Linked DNA regions of Mus musculus: region 2 is linked to region 1. Evidence: chromatin contacts called from public Hi-C data. All regions are on one chromosome and are shown on one strand. Each heading gives the region's core, a stretch centred on a gene start, on an enhancer-like site or on the middle of the called end of the contact. The rest is flanking DNA. Distances are from core to core; before and after follow the strand shown. Region 1 overlaps Wdr25 (WD repeat domain 25). Region 2 has its middle 48 kb from the start of Gm34667.

Region 1 (5,107 bases), core at 1,386-3,885:
AGAACAATTCAATCCAAAGTTTCTCACATGGAAGATCTGGTTGGAGATCTTGGCAGCGGTCCGGAAATCCCAGGCGATAATGGTTCGGTCAGCAGAGTCCCGGGTGGATGCGTCCGTACTGCTAAGAAACTCGGAGCCCTCCTGGAGGAAGAGAATGTCCAGGGTCTGCTGGATGGTGGCCTTGTAGCCTTTCACCACCTGTAAGAGTAGACACTAGTCACCATGGTGGGCGTGGGGAAGGTGCTCACCCAGGGAAAGCCAAGGAGTGTTAGGTAGTACTCAGGATGGGCAGGGCCAGTGAACCTATTCTGGGCTATACACACTCCACACAGCCCCAGCATAGATGGTTCCCTGTGACTTTCCAGCCTCACCAGGCCATAGCTGTTTGCTCTTGGGAACCAATGACCTGTCAGATGCAAGCTGACCTGCTGGTTATGTCCACCGTCTCTGTCAGTATGTGGTACAATGAGCAGCAGTTGTTTCCTGGGCTGACAGGATCCCTCAACAGCAGCAATATACAGTGAACTCACATTAGGGACGGGGGCTCCCACCTCGTCCTCAGTACCTAATAAATAGTGCCATCCAGCAACGATGGTATCATTCCTCTGAGAGGGCCTGAATGTGTCACGTAACTCACAGCTACAAAACCTGGACTACTGTCCCTGGACGAGTAGCTGTGACACAGGGAACAAGCGTTCTTAGGACTCAAGTCTCAGAACACAGCTTACATTGGTTTTGATTTTTATTTCCTAGAACTTGCTCTCGAGACCAGGCTGGCCTTGAACTCACAGAGATCCACCTGCCTCTGCCTCCCAAGTACCAGTATTAAAGACCCGTGCCACAACCACCCAGCAGAATGCATTTGACTTTTAAAGATGTGCTTTATTTTCTAGGGATCATCCCTGGTATCTCCCAGCCTCCTCTCCTAAACGAGGGGAACCATGCCCTGCACTGTCTTCCACGAGTCCTGCTCTGACATGCTGGGTTTGGTAGGAGCGAGCGAGCGAGCGGGGTCCAGCACAAGGACTCAGGGCACCTCCACTGAATGAGCTCTCACATGGCAGGGCAGGGCATGATGACAAATGCAGGGCTGAGATGCCCACCCAGCCCCTGCTGCCTGGAAGGGAAGCCCAGGCAGCCCACAGGCACTGGTCACAGGGTTATCAGCTCTCTCGGCGCCACCATGTGGCTACAGCAGACACACAGATCTGGGGTCATCCGTTCCGCTGGCTAGCAAATGAGGTGAGGCCAAGCCTCACCCATCCCAGCTGCTTCCCTTGGGGCTCACAACTGGGGTGTCTGCTGGACAGTCCCTGCCTCTGTAAGTTACTAGGGGCAAACGTGGGCAACAAATGATTTGGCCTCTTCACAAGTAGGCTTCTACTGGAGTGACATCAGACCCACCCACCCCCAAGCCCTGAAGAGGAGAGGCCAGCCCTGCAGAGACATGAAGGCAGGACAGGGCCACAGTCTTCCCCTCACAGATGCTTCTAGGAGCGTCTCCAGCTACAAGAGCTGCCTGCTTTCTTGTGTGTCATCCCACGAGACCAGGATCCATGGGCACAGGCCCACAAGGCATCCAGGTCCCACACTGCTGCTGAGATATACCCCCGCTAGGCATGAACCTGGGGAGGGCAGGACATGTCACAGCCCCCAATATCTGCCCCACAAGCTTACCCAACACCCAATGTTCAAGCACAGTTCTGCTTTCTGGTGGGCAGAGGGGTCAGCAAGCAAACTGGCTCTGAGGGTCTTCCCTGCCCCTGTTCATCCCTAAACAGTCCAATCCCACCACCCTTAGACCCCTTCTCCCATGCCCTTTGGGACTGTGTGGCCATGTTAAGATACCTCCGCTCACCCTTCCCCTCTAACTGTCTCCATCAACCGCAGGCCAGGTCGCCAGGCATCAAGAGCTAACTAGGAACACCAGTGACTATAGAGTAAGAAACTGCTCTGGCCACATCTCACCTCTCAGACACATCTCTGCAGGTGGCCTGGATCCTTCTCCCTGGTGAATCCGTGCAGAGCCGGCCAGGTCATAGAGGACAGCAGTTAGTGGTCACCATGTGTGCCCTGGGATATGTGTGGCCTTAAGAGCACATGCCCTGTAGCCTCCTTGGGTTAGGCCAGGGGATGATGAAGGCACCTGGGGCTCTCCCTGTATTTTCTAACTCAGGACAACAGCCTAGAAAGGCATACCTAGGGGCCATCTGCCATGCATGTCAGAACTACCTATACCCTGCACCTTCCAAGTAAACTCTACCAGAACAAAAGGCACACATCTTCTCAGAATGGCTACAAATAGCACAGTTCATTAGGGCACCATAAAAGCAAATGGCTGGGAAACTGGCCGTGTTACAGATGAACCCTGCCAATGAGGCACAGCTGTGGGCAGGAAGCTAGCCTTCGGAGTGCTCCTCACCGCATGGCAGACTTTCCTTCCCGCTGAGACATACCCTGTAGGCTGGGGAGTTTTACGGCAACCTTGATTATTACCTGGGCAGCTGGCACGCCCTACCTCGGGACTGGAGCCAAGGAGGAGAGCCTCCACTGGCAACCCCAGACCCACTGGAAAAGCCTGGCTGTGGGGAAGGTAGACGACAGCTTGTGTCATAGCTGGAGAATTAAGACCGCCTGTGGATAATCAACCTGGACTCCGATGGACTGTTCATGCCGACCAAGGCACAGCCTTGCCTCTTTGAGGCTCTGGCTCTCTCGGATCGAATGGGCTGTTCCAGTGAGGTTCTGGCCATGGCCCAGGTCTCCACTCCCAGATTGTTCCATTTCCCTGATATCAGGCATATGGGCTTCTTCAAGTGTGAGAATGTGACAGTCTATACATGCCAGCTCTAGAGCATGCTTGTAGGGCTTGTCCCTCAGGCCGAGTCAGTCACAGAGCTTTGAGAATGACCATTAAAATGTCTGTAGACATTAGAGAAGCAACAGAACTTTATACTAATAAAGCAAAGGAAAACATAAATCAGAGAAGACAACGTGACTGGATTCCTCTACGGGCCAGGCTTTGGGGTACTTCCCAGACACAATTTTACAGCCAGGAGCAGTGAGAGAGAGGCCAGTCCGGCTGACCAAGTGGCAACTAACTAACACAGCTCACTCACAGGCAGAAAATGAGCAGATAAGTAACGAACGAGTAACAGGCAGCCACGTGGGAGAGGCGTTTGTAAGGGGCATTAGATGCAAAGGTTACCATCTGCAACACCAGCAGCCTCTGAGACAAGACAGCCTCTGAGAAAGCCTGAGCTCCACAGAAGATGGCGAGAGGACGCAGCTCATCGACAGGGAAATGGCTTCGACCTTGCTTATAACAAGAGCAATTTAAGCAAACTTAAATGTCATCCCTTGCCTATTAAATGAGCAAACTCCCAGAGTCTGACAGCACCTCTGTTGGGTGGTGTCAGGGTGTTGGATGCTATAAGCTGCTGGCAGAGATGCACAGACTCAGAGAGGAGGGGCCGGGCAACCCAGGGCAACACTACAGACGTGCGGCACCCTGCAACCCACAACCCACCCCACACCCAACAACTGGTTATAGAGCTGCACGGGCGGGCAGGACACCAAGATGTCAGCATGATGTCAAAGACAGTGAAGAACTGGGAACAGCCCAGCGTACGCCACGGAGAGCACGGAGAGGACTTGGGTACCGCCATGCCTGTTGCAACACCAGGGAGCCTGTCCTGCTAAAGCCAACACCAGGGCCCCATGTTCAGAGCCCCGCTGCAGAGGTAGAGAGGGAATGAGCAGAGGGTGACGGAGAGGGGTGTGCACACGCGTTCAAATCTCCGCACTTGGGAGGTCAAGGCCAGGGGATCTAAGTTCAAAGTCATCCTTAGTCACAAAGCAGCAGACGCTTGAGATCCCATTTAATAAGCGCACAATAGGAATGTAAGCTTAAAATAAAAATCAAGCAGTACATTTCACCAGTAGAGGAAGGGGACAGAATGAGGGAGATGGAGTTACCAGGGTTATTTGGTTATTTCTCTGGGGGCTGGAGAGATGGCTCAGTGGTTAGAACACATATTGCTCTTCCTGAAGATCTAGGCTTCATCCTCAGCATCCACACCCTCCTTGTTAGCATCCACGTCAGCTCGAAACTCCCAGAAAATCCAACACCCCCTTCTGGCCTCCTTGGCCACCTGCACACATGTGACTGGTGGCATACATACATACATACATACATACATACATACATACATCATACATACTCACACACATACGCACATTTAAATAAAAATCCTTTTTAAAAAAGATCTTACTTTGTAGATTTCACTCATGAATAAGGATCACTGATGACAGTTTAGGTTTCATGAACCATGTACAGTCACTGTTGCGGTATGTACTGTGTGTGTGTGTGTGTGTGTGTGTGTGTTTTGTGTGTGTGAGCACGCTCTCAGCAGAGACAGCTCAAGTGCGCGCATATTAGAGTTGATTACAGGCATAAAACCCACATTTAGCCCAGGGGCCATATAAAAGCAGGTCACAGGCCAGATGGGGCTTGTAGGCTCTGGTTGCCAACCCTTTCTCTAAACTCATGGACATATTTTATTAAATTAAATTATACTACAAAATTAACTTAAAAAGCAATTTTTAAAATGTGAAGGCATAATTAAGCAAATCAAATTAACCAAGTATTGATTTGGTAGGTTAACCGCACAAATAGGATTGCTTTTAAGAGAATTTAAAGCACGGTAATTTAATGCCAGCTCCTTAGTTGAATACATGTTATTAATGGAAAATCAGCAATCTGGTGGCAGTCCTGAGTGGATATACATTGTGAACAACAACAACAACAGCAACAAAAACCTTACCAGAAGGTTAGAGCATTTCCCAGCCATCGATTGCTAATACCAAAAAGAAAAATGCCATGGTAAATGCAAATAAAATTTTCCCAGAAAAAAAAAAGTTTAAAATAATCACGCAGTGCAAGAACAAAGCCTGCAAGCTTACACTTGAACTGGGAGTCAGGAGAGATGATGCATTCTGTCTTAACAACAAAAACACTGCTGGCCGGCTGGGAGGTAGGTGGATGGATCTCTAAGATCAAAGCCAGCCTGATGTACAGAGCTGGTCCCAGGACATCCATGGCTAC
Region 2 (5,107 bases), core at 1,381-3,880, 950 kb before region 1:
TGTCCTATGGAGACCCTGACTTATAAATATATTATCCTGTCTAGATTCTAGGCTAGGGCATGACAGGCTGCACATGGAACTATCATGAAGGGTTTGCAGAAGAGCGCTGAAGAGCTGAAGAAGACAAGATGGAGGGTAAGCATGCTCAAGCAATACTGACCTGCCTCTTCATGCATCTCTCTGATGGAAGGCCAATTTCCCACATTGCTGGTACCGTGATAATAGAAAGCATGTGACTTTCATAGAGCAATTGTCTGTGCCCCTGGAGTTTCCCCCAGGGGTTCAAGGCCAGCAGTGCTGGCATGAGGTCTGTACCAATGGTCAGGATCTGGGACACAGGCTACGAATTCACAAAGCATGGATGTGTGGGGTGAATAAGAGACAGGAGCTGTGCTTGGAGGCCACTGCAAGCTCAGGCCACAGAAGATTGCATGAGCAGAGACAGGGTATCAATGAGGGGACCCAGCCCTTCTTATCTGTTATCCTGTCCTCTGTTATTTAGAACTTCTAAGACTTGGTGATGAACTTTTCCAGACCCTCACTGTCTGCTGGGATGGGCCATTGTCATGACACAAAGAAGGCTCCTATCCAGAGTGTGCAGGATATGACAGCCGCCCACAGGCTCTCAGGATGATGGGGCTGTCGAATCCCGAAGTTTCCAGGCATGACAAAGAGCCTCCCGGAGTGTCCATGGGGAAGGAATCCATCACAGTGAAGGGCTAAGGAGCTGCTGAGGGCCCTCGAGCCTCCCGTGGAGGGCGGGAGATAATGAGGGCTGACTCAGGGCCGCCCACCTGGGCTGCAATTATTCAATTTTCTTGGAAAATCGGCTTCATCATGATGAATACTTCGCTGATTTCAGAGCAGATTAATGCACTTGATATGAAGTGCGATCCCATCCATCAGCTCCTGAAACTTGCTACAAGCTTGTGCTGATTAACACATCTTCTTTGGCTATCTTGTCTGGTTGGTTCACCCACAGCCTCCAGCCCTCGCTGACCCAAGGAAGTGGGAGGAAGTTTTTTTTTTTATAAATGTTATGTTCCATAGTCTTTTACATTTTCGAATTCTTTGTGTGTTCCCCTGTGCTCGTACGTGTGCATGTGCGTGTGCGTGTGTATGTGTATGTGTGTGCGCGCGCGCATGCGTGAGCGTGTCTAGGCATGCAGGTGGTGGCCAGAGAGGTGGGTGCCCTTCCTTGGGAGATGTCTGTCTTGTGTTTTGAAGTTAGGGTCTCCCTCTCAAACATGGGAAGCCATTATTTTATCTAGATTGGATAGACAGCAAGGTTGTCTCTAACTTTCCAACACTGGAGTTCCAAGCATAGTTTGTTGTACATGGGTTGTGGAGGTCCAACTCAGGTTCTCTTGCTTGCCCGGCAAGCACTTTACTGAGTGATCCATCTCCTCGTCCCCTTTCACGTTCTGTAGACAAATATTTCAGTCCCTGTTTTTGGCTGACTTGTTGACGCTCAAACTACTGATTTCTTAGACCAAGACTGAGTATGGAGTGTGGGTAAGGTAAGATGGGGCTGCTCTGGTGGGCACGGCTGTGGTCCTGACAAGAGGGCAGCATAAACATGAGAAGGACACCCATGCCATGTGTCACATTGCAAGGTGACTGCTATAGGCTAGGGAAGAGACCTCGAAAGGGCCATCCTATGGACACCTTCATTTGGGCTTCCAGCTTGAGAACAATAGGACAACCACGCTGCATTTTAAAGATCCTGGCTGCGGTGCTTTGTTAGGGCAGCATTAGAAAATAAACACCTCACTGACACGGCCTCACCCCCTGCCCTACCACTGATGGCCCACGCATGTGTGTGCATGTGTGTGTGGCTGGGTATACACATCAGGTGTCCTTCTCCACCACTGCCCACTTTAATGCTTTGAGACTGGGTCTCTCACTGAACTCTCTGGCTCTACCTACATCTCCACCCCACAAGCTGGGATTGCACAGCCGTGCCCAGCTATGTAATGCGAGTGCTGGAGATCCTAACTCAGGTCTTTACCCAGCCCCACACTGCTGGCCCTTGGGAGACCATTTTAATCATCAACGTCCACCATTCCTCCAGGAACTTGTCTGTTTTCTGGGTTCAGGCAGCTCCTTCTACAGGCAGCTTGACCCTCTGGGCACACCAATGGCCTCTGATGGCCTGTGTTGGCTTCCTCTCTCTGCTATTCTCTCCTGCAGCACACCCACACCCAAGACTGAAAGAGAGCAGTACTTGCAAGGACCAGGACTTACCCAAAGAAAGTATGGAATAAGAAAGTACAAGAGGTAGCTGAGTGGCTTAAGGTCATCACTGCTAGGTACGCGCTTCCCTAGGCCTGGGGGCTTTCAGGCTGGCTCTGAGAGCCTCAGAAATCTCCCCGAGTCTGGGGCTGCCTTGTGCCCAGCTCCAGAAGCTTGGGGGGGGGGGGACTCCTTAGTGTCAGAGGCATAAAGCTGGGGTGAGAGGTTAATGTTCATGGGATGGGCAGCCTACTGTGGGGCATAGAAATGTGGGCGGACAGGACTTCTATGCTCTGTGATACTGGACATCCAGAGGAAGACGGCTCAGGACTGAGTGCCCAGCTGGCATGGACTCTGGGCCCAGATGGCAAGCCAGATGGGACAATTGTTTCCTGGCACCCAGGAGAGATAACTCAGTGGGCCGTTGCACAATACGCTGCCATGCGGCGTGGACAATCGGAGCTGTCTGGAGGCGGTCTCCTGCTGGTCACACATCCCGGAAAACCTGGCTCATGAGACCATGAGCCAAAGGGAGCTGGTATGGATGCCACTAGCTGACCTCTCCCACCTCGACACCTTGGGACTTTCCCAGATAACAAGGCTCTGGGATAATAGGGCCTTTCTCCAGTCTGGATCAAGTCAAGGTTTGACCTCCAGGAACCCAAGGACATCCACTCTTAAGTAGCAGCTTTGTTCCATGCTTGGGGTTTTCACTTAGGTCTGAGCTCCCAGATTTGAAGTGAGATCCACCAGAGGCTCTGAAGATGGGCTCTCAGCCACCTGGGCAGCCAGCAGGCACTGGAAAGCCTGCTTTCCCTTCTGTGGAGCCTGGTCGATCGCAGGATGGGCTCACACAGAGAGCAGCCTCTGAGAGGTTCTGGTCACGTAGGCAGGTACACGGGAAACAGTGTGGGGAGGCCTCAGTACACATCCCGCTACCGCTCTGCCCACATACCTCCTGGCAGCATTCTGTAGGATAGAACGCTGTCTTCCAGGTGGGGGTCATGTCCTCAGCTCTGCCTGCTACTCTTCAGAGGGTCCCCTGGAGGCTCACAGAGGCCACTAAGATAGAAGGGATGCTGCTGAGGCTGTGGAAAGTGGCTGGGCAGTGACCTCAGGGGCAGGAGCTAGACACAGATACTCCTTTATGCTCCATCCTCACGATTTCCGGAAACCAAAGTGATTAATGTGGGGATGGAGGGGGTCCCAAAGAGATTGTATCCCTAGCTTTGTTCAGAAGGAGAAACTTAAGAGAAAGGGCCAGAGAAAGGGACTCTGCCTTGTGTGTGTGTGTGTGTGTGTGTGTGTGTGTGTGTGTGTGTGTGTGTGATTACAGAAGAGTTGGGGCAAGCACAGGTACTACGGCTCCCAGACCTCCTCCCCTCTATCCAAGAGAGCTGCCTGTTAGCACAGCAAGGGTGTCTCTCCACAGAGAGACCAATAAGACAACAAAGAGACAGCTCTCTCCTTTCATCTGCTCTGAAGGCTCCCATCTCCCTTGTGGCACCTAGCAAACGTTTCTGATGAAGCCTTTCCCACAGTCCCGGACTCAGAGCATACATCTGCACCTCCTGGTGGACTAAGCTGACTCTCGTCAGGCTGGGTCTATGTGCACAGAAGAACAGGGCATGATGGGAGCTGGGAGGCTGCTTTGTAGAGCTGTTTGCAAGTGACCATGTGGATGACATTTGGAGCTGAACTGGCAGGCCAGGCCATCTTAACACAGGACAGGGTGTGGGTTTTTCACGACCTCCCTAGATTCTGAAACCAACCCCTCCCCACCACCCTCCCTCCCCGTCACCCTCCCTCCCCCCAATTGAGCCCTCCTCAGCCTTGCTTTCCCCCTCCTGCTGGGGTCGTCTCACTGCCTGGGTGGTGAGGCAGGGGAGGTGCCACATATAACCCTGGGCTTCCCATAGGCCCAGATCTCAAGCTGGGTTGCCTCTAGGTGACATGTGGCCCTTGCCAGGGCTTAGGCTATTAGAACACAAAGTGTAGGTCTTGCTTCAGGTGTCTTCGGACTGCATCTTGCGTGTCCCAAATGGCATGGTCAGGGTGGTTATTTTGCCTCTGACCCTGACATAGGCCGAAAATGAGGACTGAGTGGACAGTCAGAAGGGACAAATGAGGAGTCAGAAATAGTCAACTGCTCCTTCCAAATGCCTATCTGGTCCCCCCCTCCCTTCCCAGTGGGACTTCTCCACAGGACAGCACCCAAGGCATAGTAGATTGGGACCTCATCAGCACCTCGCTGTGAAGACCTGGCTCTGCATCCTTCCCTCTTTCCCTCCTGCATTGTCAAAGTCCCTGGGCCCCTCCTGAGGGGCTGTCCACAGTCTCCTTGCTACCTACACTCAGCCACCTGTAACTAGGCCATGTCATCGGACTTTGCCCTGCCTCTCTGCATCTCTCTAGTGGCAGAGCCTGTCAGCAGATGTCAGTAGCATTTGTGTACTGGGGCTTTCTTGCTCAAACCCAGTCGGGCCTGTGACTCCCATGCGTCTACCTTCCCCCATGAGAAACTTGCTGTAGAGCTCCAGAACCTTCCAGATAGTTCTAAGGTGGTTCTGTTCTCTGGTGCCACACCCTTCTGGATACCTGAGAGCCAAGGTTTGCACCGGAGTCATCTGGTTCCTGGAGCATTGTCTCCCCAAGGAACTACAGCCTGGGGAAAGTAGGGTGGCGTCGCCCCTGAATCCTGCCTTCACTGCTGTATACCAGAAATTCCCGGGAGCCCTTCCTCTGACACACCCTCCCCAATTCCCAGGGTTGTACTTTGAGACTTTCTGTAAAATTGGCCCTCTGCAGTTTTCTCAGGCCCCAGGCTGGATGTTGAACCTCAAGTACCCCCACGGTATCCTGGGCAAGCCCT

The links. A called contact is a pair of places that touch in the nucleus more often than the background predicts.
Region 2: a Hi-C map of cerebellum shows a contact between it and region 1, with 2.2 times the contacts expected there. The contact joins two enhancer-like sites. A contact is called at or near these places in 1 of 15 datasets of contacts at CTCF or cohesin (large pre-B cells) and 1 of 484 Hi-C or Micro-C datasets (cerebellum).

The regions. Positions count from the first base shown.
Region 1 is chr12:109,020,054-109,025,160 of GRCm38.p6, reverse strand. It overlaps Wdr25 (WD repeat domain 25), which reads right to left. Exons shown (of 7, transcript NM_177602.3): 5 at 28-198. Among named protein-coding and RNA genes, the nearest start is that of Gm52002, 23 kb to the left of the region's middle. Within about 2 kb of position 2,635, at least 10 of the 459 cell types and tissues checked have an H3K27ac peak or open chromatin away from gene starts, as enhancers often do. A contact at or near this core is called in cerebellum, where this site is marked.
Region 2 is chr12:109,973,319-109,978,425 of GRCm38.p6, reverse strand. No RefSeq gene overlaps it. Among named protein-coding and RNA genes, the nearest start is that of Gm34667, 48 kb to the left of the region's middle. Within about 2 kb of position 2,630, at least 17 of the 459 cell types and tissues checked have an H3K27ac peak or open chromatin away from gene starts, as enhancers often do. A contact at or near this core is called in cerebellum, where this site is marked.